Regions from separate parts of the Mus musculus genome. Here region 1 is linked to region 2. A link is a contact called in public HiChIP or PLAC-seq data. All regions are on one chromosome and are shown on one strand. Each heading gives the region's core, a stretch centred on a gene start, on an enhancer-like site or on the middle of the called end of the contact. The rest is flanking DNA. Distances are from core to core; before and after follow the strand shown.

What was found. HiChIP or PLAC-seq counts read pairs in DNA pulled down with a chosen protein or histone mark.
Region 1: a contact with region 2 is called in an H3K4me3 HiChIP or PLAC-seq map of the 230-238 cell line, with 29 read pairs. The contact joins the promoter of 2700097O09Rik here to the enhancer-like site in region 2. A contact is called at or near these places in 10 of 39 promoter capture datasets (the 3T3-L1 cell line, the C10 cell line, the HPC-7 cell line and 6 more), 2 of 15 datasets of contacts at CTCF or cohesin (CD8 T cells and the NIH/3T3 cell line), 5 of 484 Hi-C or Micro-C datasets (B cells, bone marrow-derived macrophages, embryonic fibroblasts and 2 more), 12 of 115 datasets of contacts at active chromatin or transcription factors (the 230-238 cell line, the SCID.adh cell line, bone marrow-derived macrophages and 7 more) and 3 of 9 other capture datasets (adipose tissue, liver and pancreatic islet).

The regions. Positions count from the first base shown.
Region 1 is chr12:55,077,762-55,084,835 of GRCm38.p6, reverse strand. 2700097O09Rik (RIKEN cDNA 2700097O09 gene) reads left to right here and starts at 4,726. Exons shown (of 8, transcript NM_028314.2): 1 at 4,726-4,855. The coding sequence starts at 4,759. It overlaps Srp54a (signal recognition particle 54A), which reads right to left and starts at 4,340. Exons shown (of 16, transcript NM_011899.4): 1 at 4,100-4,340.
Region 2 is chr12:55,015,603-55,022,120 of GRCm38.p6, reverse strand. No RefSeq gene overlaps it. Among named protein-coding and RNA genes, the nearest start is that of Gm24296, 22 kb to the right of the region's middle. Within about 2 kb of position 2,575, at least 76 of the 459 cell types and tissues checked have an H3K27ac peak or open chromatin away from gene starts, as enhancers often do. A contact at or near this core is called in the 230-238 cell line, B cells, the HPC-7 cell line and 8 more, where this site is marked.

The sequences.
Region 1 (7,074 bases), core at 3,477-5,976, 61 kb before region 2:
GCTCCAAAAACCAACAACCATCTAACAAAACCTCCAACACAAACCATAAAAAGCCCCCTTTTGAGTTGTCACTTGGTTGGCCTTCCCCACCAACAGAGGCAGAAGGCAAGTCCCTATTAATGAAGACGCCATGTGCTTAAGACACAGAGCCCAAAGGCCTCTCTTTGGGCTGGAACTGACCAGAAAGCCTCCTCCCTGAAGACTAGCTTTCTTGGTACCAGAAGGCACCATGAAAGGAAGCTTCCAAAAGAGGGAAGCAATCAACAGTCCTACCAGCTATGACAGCTATAAACCACAAGTGGCACAGCACAATAACCCTAGGGGTGCAATAATGGCAGACACCCTGGCAGTAACCAACAGCTCTTCAGGTGGCCTCAATTTTACTCAAGAAATTCCAGGCAACTAAAAGCAAGAGAAATGGTCTTTCTCATGGGAGCACAACAACTGATTATCTGATAGCCAAAGGTCAGACATGAAAACCTACATACTAGCAATAAACAAGGCATATTTATGTATTTAGGAATATATGCATAAACATATATGTATATAAGAACAGTTATTGAAAAAGAGGCCATGAATTAAAAGTGAGTTAGGAGTATAAAGGAGGGCTTGTTGGCAGGAAAGGAAAGGAGGAAATGATGTAACTATAACTCAAAACATAAATTCAAAAAACTTAGAAAAGATTTTACAATTAAAAAAAAAAGACCCTGTCTCAAGAGGCTAAGAAGAGAGGGATAGAGGAAGACAGCCAACTTTCTCCTCTGGCACATGCACATGCACAAACCATATCCAATAAGCAGTAGGAATAGAACTTAAAAAAAAAAAAAAAGACGGTGGGATACAGTAGTGCACAGCTTAGCACTCAGAAGGAATAGACTCCTGGAGCTCTGTGACATGTAGCTACATAGCAAGTCCCATGCTGGCCAGCCTGGAAAGAAGAGAGGAAAGATAGAGGGATGGGGGAGGGGGGGAGAAGAGAGGGGAAAGGGAGGGGGGAGGGAGGGAGAGAAAAGAAGAAAGGAAAATAAAAAACCTGTAAGGAATCTTTTTTAAAGATATTCTTTGGCACCTAGCAGTGGTGGCACATGCCTTTAATCCAGCACTTGGGAGGCAGAGGCAAGAGGATCTACAAGCCAGCCTGGTTTTCAAAGCAAGTTCTAGGACAGCCAAGGTGCAGAGAAACCTTGTCTCAAAAAAAAAAAAAAAGAGAAAACAAAACAATACAAGATTCTCTTTGGCTGTCAGGTTAGTCATAAAAAGAATCTTTACACAAAATCTTGCCAAGAGGAAAAACAAAAACAAAAATTAAAATCCCTTGGAAGTAGTAGTCTTTGAAACTGACAAGAGCATTGAAGGGGAAGATGGAAAAGTGTGAGAAGGCACAAGGTCAAACAAGGCTACAAATGGTTACAGTTAAAGCCTATCAGCTCAAAATGAAATCCTCAGTCAGAATCCCCAGGGACAATTAACACTGGTGTGTGTGTGGGGGGGGGGGGGGAGTGGGGATAAAATGTTTTGGAGAACAAGCCATATCCAAACTCTTGATTAGAAAAGCAAAAGAAGTTATAGACCCAGGTAGATAGTAGTCATTGCACTCAGCAATATCCCTCAAAGGGACGAAAATCTGCCCTCAACTTTTACACTGTCTTAGGCTGAGGACCATTATAGGGCCTTTTTACTTGGAAAGTTGAGTCAGGAGGATTACTTGAAACTATGGCTTCAAGGTTGGAGAAGTGAACATAGTTAGATCCTGTCTCAAAAAGGAAAACAAACACTACACTCACACACACACACACACACAAATATACAGAATAAAACCTCTTTAGAAACAACAGCAACTGCCCCAAATGGGAAAAATCCAAGAGTTACAAGTCTACAGAAGTTTACTAAGAAGTTTTACAGAGACAGGTTGCAAAGAGAAAACCAGCTAGATATAGAGAAAGACAGAATGAACCAGAGAATGCGGTGTCAGAAGATTAGAACAGATTGCCAGTTAGTTTGAGGCTGAAAGAGAAGTCAGATGGAATCAGGAGGAGTTTTGAGCCAGGACAGCTGAGTTGACCAGTCAACCAGAGATCAGAAAGAATTAGGAAGGGGTGAATTTATTCAGCAGTAAATCTCCAAGGCTGAAAACATTCTAGGCCCAGATAAGATCGTATGGAGGCTAGAAACTTCCAGAATTAGGTCTAGGTTAGCAGACAGACGCAGTAAGCATCCAAGAGGACAATCACTTCAGTTGAATAAAAGTTACTTTTACAAATGTGCAGATAAGTGTTCCTTTTATCACACTACTTTGTTGTGTATTTTAGGGCTGGGGTATTGTTAATGATGCCGAGGCTCACCTCCAATTCCTGTGCTTAAGGAATTTCCCTATCCAGACTACAAAGTAGCTAACTAAGCACATGCGGCTTGGTTTTTTTAAAAACTGAACATACACATAACAAATCTCAACAAATGAGGGTCAAAACTCAAAAATACACAGCTTCTATACACTTCCACATACACACCACATATCCTAGTGGAAAATGGGAGATGGAAGCAGTACATCTTCATCTACTTTTTGTGCATCAAATAGTCTAAGTAGAAAAACAACCCACTAATGAGCTGCTTTCTAGTTGATTTCCTTGGTGCTGTGAGATTTTTTTTTCATCGAAGTAAGGCAAATCAGCTGGAGACTGATCATGCAGAAAGTGCAGAACTCTCAAAATGAAGGCCAGAGAAAAGGGCATGGAAATGGTTGGCATATGGGAGTGATGTATGGAAGCAACACGTGGATGAGAACTCTCAAGGTGGGTCTATGGGAGATCCTGTATTCTGCCAACATGGAGCACAGGAAAGAGCAAATCAACCAAGACTAAGAGGATCCCAAGAGACTTTAAGTTTTACTGGTCATCTTTGCCTCCCAAAGCACATGGAAAAAATCCGATCTTTAAAAGGAAAAGTGGGCTGGAGAGACAGCTCATTGGTTAAGAGCATTGGCTGTTCTTCTAGAGAACCCAGGGTGAATTCCCAGTACCCACATGGCAGTTCACAACTAAATCCAGGAAAACCAGTTCCAGGGGACCTGATTCCCTCACACCAGCGCATTAAAAAAATAAATAAAATAAAATAAATTTTAAAAAATTTAAAAATGGCTAATTAAAAGGAAGAAAGCTACTATTCCAGTAGCAGGCACAGAGAGTTACAGGAGTACTCCTTGTATAACAGTCTTTATTAAATCCCAAAATACTAAATCTGTCATATCAAAAAGTTGAGGTAAAGAGGTCTGAGGGAAATGTCTCCCTCCTCTTCTGCACTGATGCAGCTATGTCATTGGAACTATATTACTTAACCCTCTTCTATCCTTGTAAGCCTATTAGGAAATTAAGGGTAGCCTTCAAAAGCAAATGACTCAGACAAATCTCTTAAGGGGCACATTAACTGTCATCACTGTCCTGTGTCTCTTTTGGCCTAACTAGAGTCGGGCTATATTATATACTTATAGCCTTTTTCATCCTCTGTACTGCTAGAATCTTCATGTTAGGAGCACTGTCCTTCATTACTTTATCTCTTCAGCTTAAAAAGAGAAAACAAGAAAAGAAAGCCTCAAAAAAAATTGTTCAAATGCATATCTAACAACTAAGTGAAGACTGGTAACCGAAAAGCTGATTAAGAAAGTTTCAACAACAAAAAATACATTGTCACTAGCTTCGACTTATTAAAGTCCTTAGCACATCTTATCACTGTCGCGGAACTAAAAGTTCTGAACAATATGCTAACCAACATGTTAGTAAACACTAAAAGATAGGAAAATAAACCCTAGTATATGTCAAAAGGCTTTGGGGAAATAGCTTTATCTAAATTCTTGTTCGGGAATGCCTTCCATGAGCCAAGCCTACCAATGCTTACTTATTTGGCTCGGGTAAATCTGAAGACAAATTAAAAGGGTAGCAGCGCAGCGTTTGGTAAAGCTTGCAGTGGAGGGCAAGAGTAAAATAAAAGTGTCAGTGCACCTCAGCCTCGGCGATCACTGCCCGTGGCCACCCGGGAAGACTTCCGCAGAAGCGGCGCTCTAACTAGGGGTTCCCAGGGCGGAGCGAGGAAAACCCCCCACACTCACCGCAAAAGGCGCCACTAAAGCCGTGGCCCCACAGGGCCGGCGAGCCCTTAGCGAGGCCCCACGCCGCCGAAGGAAACCCAGGAACGCTGGAAGCTGAAGGACAGGGACGGAGCCCGTCGCCCAACTTCCCAGCTCCAGAAACTAGGGGCCCAGCGCCCAACACAGTGAAGCCAACTCCCACCAGCTGGAACACCGACGACTGCCACCGAACCTTCCGCCCAATGAGGAGACGTCATCACTCGGCGGAGTTCAGCCCTTCGTGAAAACACACTTCCGCTTCCGGGGCACAAAGCCCCGCGTCTACGGCTCCCCCGAAAGGATAGAAGGGGTGTTTCTTTGCTGGAGCTGACCTTTGACCTTAGTGTTCTCCCTGTACGTCACTGCCGCGGCAAGCTAGCAGCGAGACAGGACCTCCTCGGGTGCGACCTCGAGGAAAAGTCAGGACTTAGGGGAAAGCGACTACGTGAAAGAGTGCAGAACTCCGCAAGGGCGCGCGGCCTAGGGCTTCTGAAGCCGCGGGAGGCGGGGTCCCGGAGGGGCGGGGTTTGGCGTTTCGGCTCTCGGGATTGGACGATCTGAGGAGGGCGGGGTCGCAGCGCGCGTGTCTGGCTGCGCGTGCTCAGTGAGAACCTGCTCTTGGCTTGTCCGCGCACTTCGCCATGGACTTTCAGTCCGCTCGGAGAGCTGTACTTCAGTTGCTCGGAACTACGGCTCCCGCAGATGTCCCGGCACTGCTCCACTGGATGAGGACTACCCGTAAGCAGTCATGGCTAGAGCCTGGCAGTTGGCTGTTGGATTTAGTCTTTGGGTACCAGGGAGGGGCGGGGCTAGGCACCAGGTCTCTTGGTCGCTGCATACCCTACACCTAGTCATCAGACTGCATTTTAGGATTCGATACCTGAGAATCAACTTTAGGTGGTTTGTGATTCCGGTGCTGATTTTGGGCAAGCTTCTAGAACCTCTTTGTTCAATTACTCGTACAGGCCGATACTACTTGAAAAAGCTCTGTGCAAGAAAGGTTTTAGGCTGTGGAGTTATCCTCAAGGCAAATAAAATCACATATACCTAGTACATTTATCTTATACATGGTAAAATAGACCAATTAATAATCTTCCATGGTATGGGGAAGAAAAAAAACACTTCTTTTTAAACTGTTAATAGTTAATATGAAAACTCACAAATTAGAATCGAGGAAATGAGGTGATTAGATCTAGTTAATGGATGAAACTTTTCTTTAGCAAAAAAGGTAAAGCCTAGTGAACGCACTGTTTTAGTTATATACTTGTCTCTTTTTGAGAACTCTACCAATGTATGCTATTCTGAAAAACACTAATCCCCAAGGTTACTTTCATTCAGCTCCTTAAAGTGTTCTTATTTGATAAGACCTTCAGTATATTTTTAATTTTTGAGGCAAGGTCTCATCTAGTCCTGCTAGACCTCCAAGTTAACAGAGTATGACTTAGAACTCTGATCCTCCTTCGTCCATCTCACCTGCCCTGGTGCTGAAGATCAAACTCAGGCCTGTGCTCTGCCTACTGAGCTACACCCTCAACTCCAGCTTCCACTTTTAGATCTTCAACCTCTGACCTTTTAGGAAAAATATTCTTGGTGTAATTCAAGAATTGTTGAAGGTTTTGAGAGATTATTTTAAGTGAGGTACCAAACTAAAGATTGCTTGAGGCATATGATAGCTAAGTGTATCTTGGGAATGCAGGAACCCAGGCAGTACTCTGTGGTTATATACACATATAAGAATAGTGCTTCAAGATGGGAATTTACAAAATAGGGTTTTTTTGTTTGTTATTTTATGTATATGAGTACACTGTCGTTGTCTTTAGACGCACCACAAGAGGGCATCAGATCCCATTACAGAATGTTGTGAACCACTCACTATGTGTTTGCTGGGAGTTGAACTCAGGACCTCTGGAAGAGCAGTCAGTGCTCTTAACTGCTGACCCATCTCTCTAACATATTAGGTTTTTTTTAAAGACATGGTCTCACTATAAACATGTTGTCTTCTATCACTTCATTAAGCCTAACATACCTAGTTGTTTTTTTTTAACCTAACTAACCTAGTTGTTTATAATAGTACCAACTTCCTTCTAGCTTTTCTACATACCTCAATATCAGGTCATTTATTCCAAAAGCATTATTAACTACTAAAATACAGTGTTGGAACTGGAGAGATGGCTTATTGGTTAAAGGTTCAGACTTACAACAAAAAAATGTATTGTTGGCTGGGGCAGTAGTAAAGTGTAAGGGGTCTTTGCGAACACCAGAACTGGCAGAGTATAATTATATTGAAATTTTTCTCAAAGTAATTGTTACTTCTTCCATGAAGGTGGGTTTCAGAGATCGGGTATATATGTTTCCTTAAGGGCCTAAGTGAGGATCTGGTTGGTCTCAGATAGATAGCACAGAGGTAGGTCATCTGGTCCTGCTGGTGGGAGCTTGGTATGTCCTGGCCCATCAGATAGTGCCAGGATCACCTAGTCCAGTGGGTCTCAAACCTTTCTAACACGTTAATACAGTTTCATGTTGTGGTAACTCCCATCCATAAAATTGTTTTCCTTCCTGCTTCACGGCTATACATTTACTAGTTATGAATCATAACATAAATATCTGAAATACAACCCCTATGAAAGGGTCATTCAACTCCCATAGGGTCATGACCCACAGGTTGAAAGCTGTTGATCTAAGCTATTAACCAGCTCCAGTCCCAGCCATCTGAGCAGAAAATGCGTTTTCTAATCTTTTCCCCTAGAAAGACAACTTTTATGTGTTAATCATACTGTTTTCTGCAGTGCTGTTTGTGAGTGCAAGGACCTTGAGTGTGCTCCCAACAGCAAGGTGCTTGGTACACAACCATGAGGACCAGAGTTCCACCTCTACTTCTCATAGCCTCCATACTACTAGGATTGCAGGTGTAATCCCACTGCTGCCTGAGTTATATCCTGTGTATTGGTATAAAAAGC
Region 2 (6,518 bases), core at 1,326-3,825:
TCATGACCAAGAAACAAGTTGGGGAGGAAAGGGTTTATTCGGCTTACACTTCCATACTGCTGTTCATCACCAAGGAAGCCAGGACTGGAACTCAAGCAGGCCAGGAAGCAGGAGCTGATGCAGAAGCCATGGAGGGGTGTTCCTTACTGGCTTGCTTCCCCTGGCTTGCTCAGCCTGCTCTCTTATAGAACCCAAGACAGCCAGCCCAGAGATGGTCCCACCCACAAGGGGCCTTTCCCCCCTTGATCATTAATTGAGAACATGGCTTACAGTTGGATCTCATGGAGGCATTTCCTCAACTGAAACTCCTTTCTCTGTGATAACTCCAGCTGTGTCAAGTTGACACAAAACTAGCCAGTAGAGTTGACCCCTTGTCAACTTGACACACAAACACATCACTAGTAAGCCTCAACCCTTACATTCTTATTCATCCCCAAGGTCTAAATAACTTTAAACGTCCCACAGTCTTTACATATTCTTAAGTTTTCAATCTCTTTAAAATATCCATCTCTTTTAAAATCCAAAGTCTTTTTACAATTAAAAGTCTCTTAACTGTGGGCTCCACTAAAATAGTTCCTTCCTTCAAGAGGGAAAATATCAGGGCACAGTCACAATCAAAAGCAAAAATCAATCTCCAACCATCCAATGTCTGGGATCCAACTCACAATCTTCTGGGCTCCTCCAAGAGCTTGGGTCACTTCTCCAGCCATGCCCTTTGTAGCACACTGAGTCGTCCTCTAGGCTCCAGATGCCTGTACTCCACTGCTGCTGCTGCTGTTGGTGGTCATCTCATGGTACTGGCATCTCCAAAACATTGCATGACCCCTTCAGTCCTGGGCCGTCAATTGCAACTGAGGCTGTACCTTCACCAATGGCCTTCCATGGCCTCTCACAGTGCTGAGCCTCAGCTGCTCTGCGTGACCCCTTCATGCCTTCAAAACCAGTACCACCTGGGTGACCCTTATACATTACCAAGTCCCACTGCAGCAGGAGTACAACCTTGGCTATCTCTGGAACACAGCCTCTTTGTGCTTTCAGAAAACACTTCCCAGAAGATGTCACCTCAACGATGCTGGTCTCTTCTTAATCACCGATAATTTCTTAGCTCCAGCTAACCAGCATCAATAGTCTCAGTAATGCAAGGTTTTGCTTTAGTAGTTCTGGTATCTTGTTAATCACAGTTGATTCTTCAGCCCCAGCTAACCAGAACTACAGAATTTTCACAATCAAAACAGCAATGGCCCTGAAAAGAGTCTTTAATTTTCCCTCTGAAATTTCACAAGCCAGACCTCCATCTTCTGCACCGTTCTCAACATTATCTTCTAAGCTCCTACACAACATCTGACAGAGCTCTTAACAATGGATCTTCAAGCCGAAAGTTCCAAAGTCCTTCCACAGTCCTCCCCAAAACATGGTCAGGTTGTCACAGGAATATCCCACTATGCTGGTACCAATTTGTCTTAGTCGGGGTTTCTATTCCTCCACAAACATCATGACCAAGAAACAAGTTGGGGAGAAAAGGATTTATTCATCTTACACTTCCATACTGCTGTTCATCACCAGAGGATGTCAGGACTGGAACTCAAGCAGGTCAGGAAGCAGGAGCTGATGGAGAGGCCATGGAGGGATGTTCCTTACTGGCTTGCTTCCCCTGGCTTGCTCAGCCTGCTCTCTTATAGAACCCAAGACAGCCAGCCCAGAGATGGTCCCACCCACAAGGGGCCTTTCCCCCTTGATCATTAATTGAGAAAATGGCTTACAATTGGATCTCATGGAGGCATTTCCCCAACTGAAACTCCTTTCTCTGTGCTAACTCCAGCTGTGTCAAGTTGACACAAAACTAGCCAGTACACACCCCTTTCACAGTGGTCATTTCCTTCCTTCTTCACCCTCTCTCTCAGTCTCTGTCTTTCTGTCTCTCTGTCTCTGTCTCTGCCTCTTTTTCTCTCTCATGATACAAGGCCTGACTATGTAGTCCTGGCTGTCCTAGAACTCAGTATGTAGACCAAGCTGTCCTGGGACACACAGAGATCTGCCTGCCTCTCCCTTCCAAGTCATGCACACCACCTCTGGCCTCTTTCCCTCTCCTACCCTTCTTTCTCTTCAAAGAGCTTATGGTTACTATTTATTTATTTATCATTTATTTATGAGTATTTCTCCTGCATGTGTGTACATGCACCATGTGTGTACCCACGTCTTCAGAGGTCAGAGAAACTAGCTGGAGTCCCTGGAACTCTAGTTAGGAATGGTTGTGAGCCACCACTGGAACCCAGGCCGTCGTTACAAACAGGAAGTGCTCTTAACCACTCTCCAGCCCTGGAGCCAGTCTTTAGAGAGCATGCCTAACTCCTTGGCTCTAATGTTCTCTCCTCACTTAGTTAGACTTTCTCCTCCCTACTGAGTCCATCTGCCCCCGGTCTCATCCTGCATCAGGCTTGCTGAGCACTGCGGGGGCAATGAGCATGGCTGTTGGAACTCATTGCCCACCACTTTTCTGGGGCAGGTTTGTAGTGCACTACTCCATCTTACTGTGTTTTCTGACTTCCAGACTCCTCGTATTTTTACAGCAGCCCCTCAGACACTTTCTATTTCACTTCCTCAAATTCAATTACTAACGTAAAGGGATGGGCGGAAACTCAGCATGTTCAGCTTGAGAAGTTTTCATGTCTCAAGGTGCAAAAGCAACTGGTATTTAGTAAAAATTGTACTTCGAATCTGAGTTTCAGTCTCCTGAGGCTAGCCATATGCAATATAGGACCTCCTTGGAATACTGGACAGTTGTCACATCTCCCAGGGAACCATGAAATCATGGAGGGGGATGGGGAACAGCAGACAATTGGCAGGCCAAAATGTTACTCAGGGAGTTTTGGGGTGCTATAAGAATAAAATACATGAGACATTCAACACTTCATTATAAAATAGGCTTTGTGACAGATAAGTTTGGCCAATTATAGGTTAATAGTGTTGTTCTGAATGTGTTCAAAGTAGGCTAAGCTAAAAGCAATGGTGTCCAGTAGATTATATGTATTCTGTGTTTAGACCAAGTATTGTCAACTAATAGTAAGTATATGGGGTGATGCCCTGTCATAACTTTAGAAGCATCTGTGTATAATTCTACTTGACAAGTTAGTGGGGTTTTTTTCTCCTATCTGATGGTTATCTGTGCTCTAAAGCTCTTTCTACCCCTCCACTTTATTTGGTTTTGGTTTTTCAAGACATGGTTTCTCTGTGTAGCCCTGGCTGGCCTTGAACTCAGAGACCTTCCTGCCTCTGTCTCCCAAGAACTAAGATTAGAGTCACGTGCCGCCACCACCTGGCTCTCTTGCTTTCTTATTTTTTCTGTTATCATCTTTCTTCTAATATATTTAATTATTTCTTTTAATTCCAGAACTATCTTATTTTTAAATAAATTTATTCTATTTTATGTGTGTGGGGGGCTGTTTTTGCTTTCATGCCTGATGCCCCATGGCCCAAGTCAGCATCAGATCCTCTGGAACTAGAATTATAGACAGTTGTAAGCTACCAATTCTGCAAATTGAACCTACTTCCTCTAGAACATGGGTTTTCCACGTGTGGGTCTCAATCCCTTTGGTGAACCTTTATTTCCAAAAATGTTTACATTGTGATTCATAACAGTAAAAAATTAGTTATGAAGTGACAATGGAAATAATTTCATGGTGGTGGTCCCCAAAATATGAGGAACTATATTGAATGGTCGCAGCATTAGGAAGGTCGAGAACCACTGCTCTATGAGAACAGCCAGTGCTCTTAACCAGTCCAGCCTCCAGATCAGCTTATCTGATAGGCTTTAAAACAAAACATGGTCTCTCTGTGTAGTCCTGGCTAGGCTAGAGCTCTGTGTAGAACAGGCTGGCCTCTAACTCACAGAGATCAGCCTGTTTCTATCTCCAAAGTCCTGCGATTAAAAGCTTGCACGGCCGTGCCCGTTTTAATAGACTTTGTTTCTTCTAAGAAATACTTTTTAAGAGATTATTTTAGGTGTGTAAGTGGTCTGCCTGCCTGAATGTCCGTGTGCCTGGTGCCCTTGGAGGCCAGAAGGCACTGGGTCCTCTGGGACTGGAGGTGCAAATGATTGTGAACTGCTATGTGGGTGCTGGAAACTGAACCCAGGCTTTTCATTACTGAACCATATCTTCAGCCCCCTAAGGAATACGTTTTTTCCTTATTTTGGCCTGCAAGAGTAATTTAAAAATTTTAATTCCAAGATGGAATCGTTCATTGTCTTTTTTTGTATAATCATCAGGATTAATATTTGGAGCTCTTGATCCATGTATACCTGTGCACTGCGTGAGTGCCTGGTGCCCACAGAGGCCAGAAGACGGCATTGAGTCCTCTGAAACAGGAGTAACAAACAATTGTGTCATGTCAGTGTGTCATGTTGTAAGTGACCGTATCAATGCTAGCAATTGGACCTGGGTCCACTAGAAGTACAGCCAGTGTTTTTAACATTGACCCATCTCTTCAACCCCAGTATTAAATTTTTAATAGATACAGACCAGAGCGTATTGCAAGTATTCTTCCTACCGCCCACGACTCTATGTGTGACCTGTATACCAACCCCAACCCCACTCATATTACTTGGGGGATTATTATGAACTGCTAATCTTTGTTCCCCACCCAGACTTAGTAAGTCAAAACCTGCATTTTAACAAGCCCCACCCCCAATTTACTGTACACATATTAAAGTTCGGAAGCAGTATTCAGCAGGAACTTTCCTCTAGGGAAGTAATTCCTGACTTTCACTGAACATTAAATTCACCTGGGAGAGCTTTTGAAAGCTACTGGGGACTGGATTCACTCCCTCAGAGACTGATTTAATTGGCTGGAGGTTGGAGCTGTTGGCACCGGTATTTTTAAGGCCCCCTAATTGCATCGGGGTTGGGAGGGAGAGCTCTACAATTACAGGCTGCCATCAGGGTTCTAGTTGTTTCAAAAGCAAAAAGGATGTGCAAGTCTTCTAACGGGGTTTCCCGAGGAAACAATAGCGATCTGAGAGCATTGTGCATGACACTGTGTCCCCAGGACATCACAGTGCTTCTAACTGCCTGGCTTGGCAAGAAGCCTCACCAGTTCTTTAGTGCCCCTGATAAACGAAATTTACTTCCTTCCTGTTCATCTTTCTGCTCTGATACCCATCAAAAATGATCCTGCCTTGCCTGTTCACTCACAGATGTGTCCCTGTCTGGATGTCTGGCCTCTGTCTTAAATATTCTTGTTATAGGGACTGGAGAGGTGGCCCAGTGTTTAAGAACACTCGTTGGTTTTGCAGAGGACCAGTTTCTAGGGTGGCTCACAACTGTCTGTAACTTCAGGTCCAGGTGATCTAATGCCCACTCCTTGCCTCTGCTGCCTCTTGCCTGAACATGATACACACACATACGTATGCTCAGGCACATACACATAAAATAATAGTCCTTAAAAATTTTTGCCATGAACCTGATATAATCTGACTTCTCTCTACTAGTTCCGGTTTTGGTTTGAAAGAGCTTAATTTCTTGTACAGTCAGAACTGCACACCCATAAATAGTTTCCAGGGTAGTCATCAGCTCCGCTCACAGTTCAGCCACAGTGATACATGAAGGCAGGTTCCAGGTGATAATGTAATCAAAGAGAGTGTGTGGGTATGACTGGGACATAGCTTAGCCACAGCACTGACCTAGCATGCTCAAAGCTCTGGGTTTCATGCTCAATGAAAGGAATCCATCTTGCGTGGTACTCAGAACCTATGCTGTTTCCTAGTGATCATTCTTTTCCATAAACGACCATAAGCAAATGTCTTTTATTTTGTATTTTATATTTATGGGAGTTTTACCTGTGTGTATATACCACCACCTAGCTTAGAGATCTCTGATATTAAGATAGATATTTAATATGTAGGGTATTACATGTATTTCAGTTTGGGGGCTTATAAAATGTCAAAAGTAGACTTGGACTCAACATATATTTATCAGTTATAATACCTTTAAAGTTGCCCTTTTTAACCCAGATGCGATGGTACATACCTGTAAATCCAGCACTGGGGAGGTAGTGGCAAGTGGATCTCTGTAAAATTGAAGCTAGCCTGATCCACATATCAAGTTCCAGGCCAGCCAGGGCTATATAATGAAACCATATTTCAAAGGAATTTTTTTTTCCTTTTCCTTCTTCCCAACAACAGTAGAGAAGAATGATCCTAAAGATGATTATGTGATTTAAAACTCAATCCAGGGGCAGTTATGAAGCCTATGTCCAGATCAGCAACAGCCAGAAAGAATGCACCTTGGAGCTCTAAGTGCTAGAGGCAGGATTCAAAGGCGAGCTTCCCCGACTTGACAGAACACCCCGCAAAGTGCTCTTTTTTCTCTTAATATTTTATGGTACTGTTCTTTGAGGTAAAGCAAGCTTTCTTTCTTTTTTTTTTTTTTTTTTGAAGCCAGCAGACTACTGCAGATTCTGACTTGAAAGCTTAGAAACCACTAACTAAAGCCAGGTGTGGTGGTGGCGGCATGTGCCTTTAA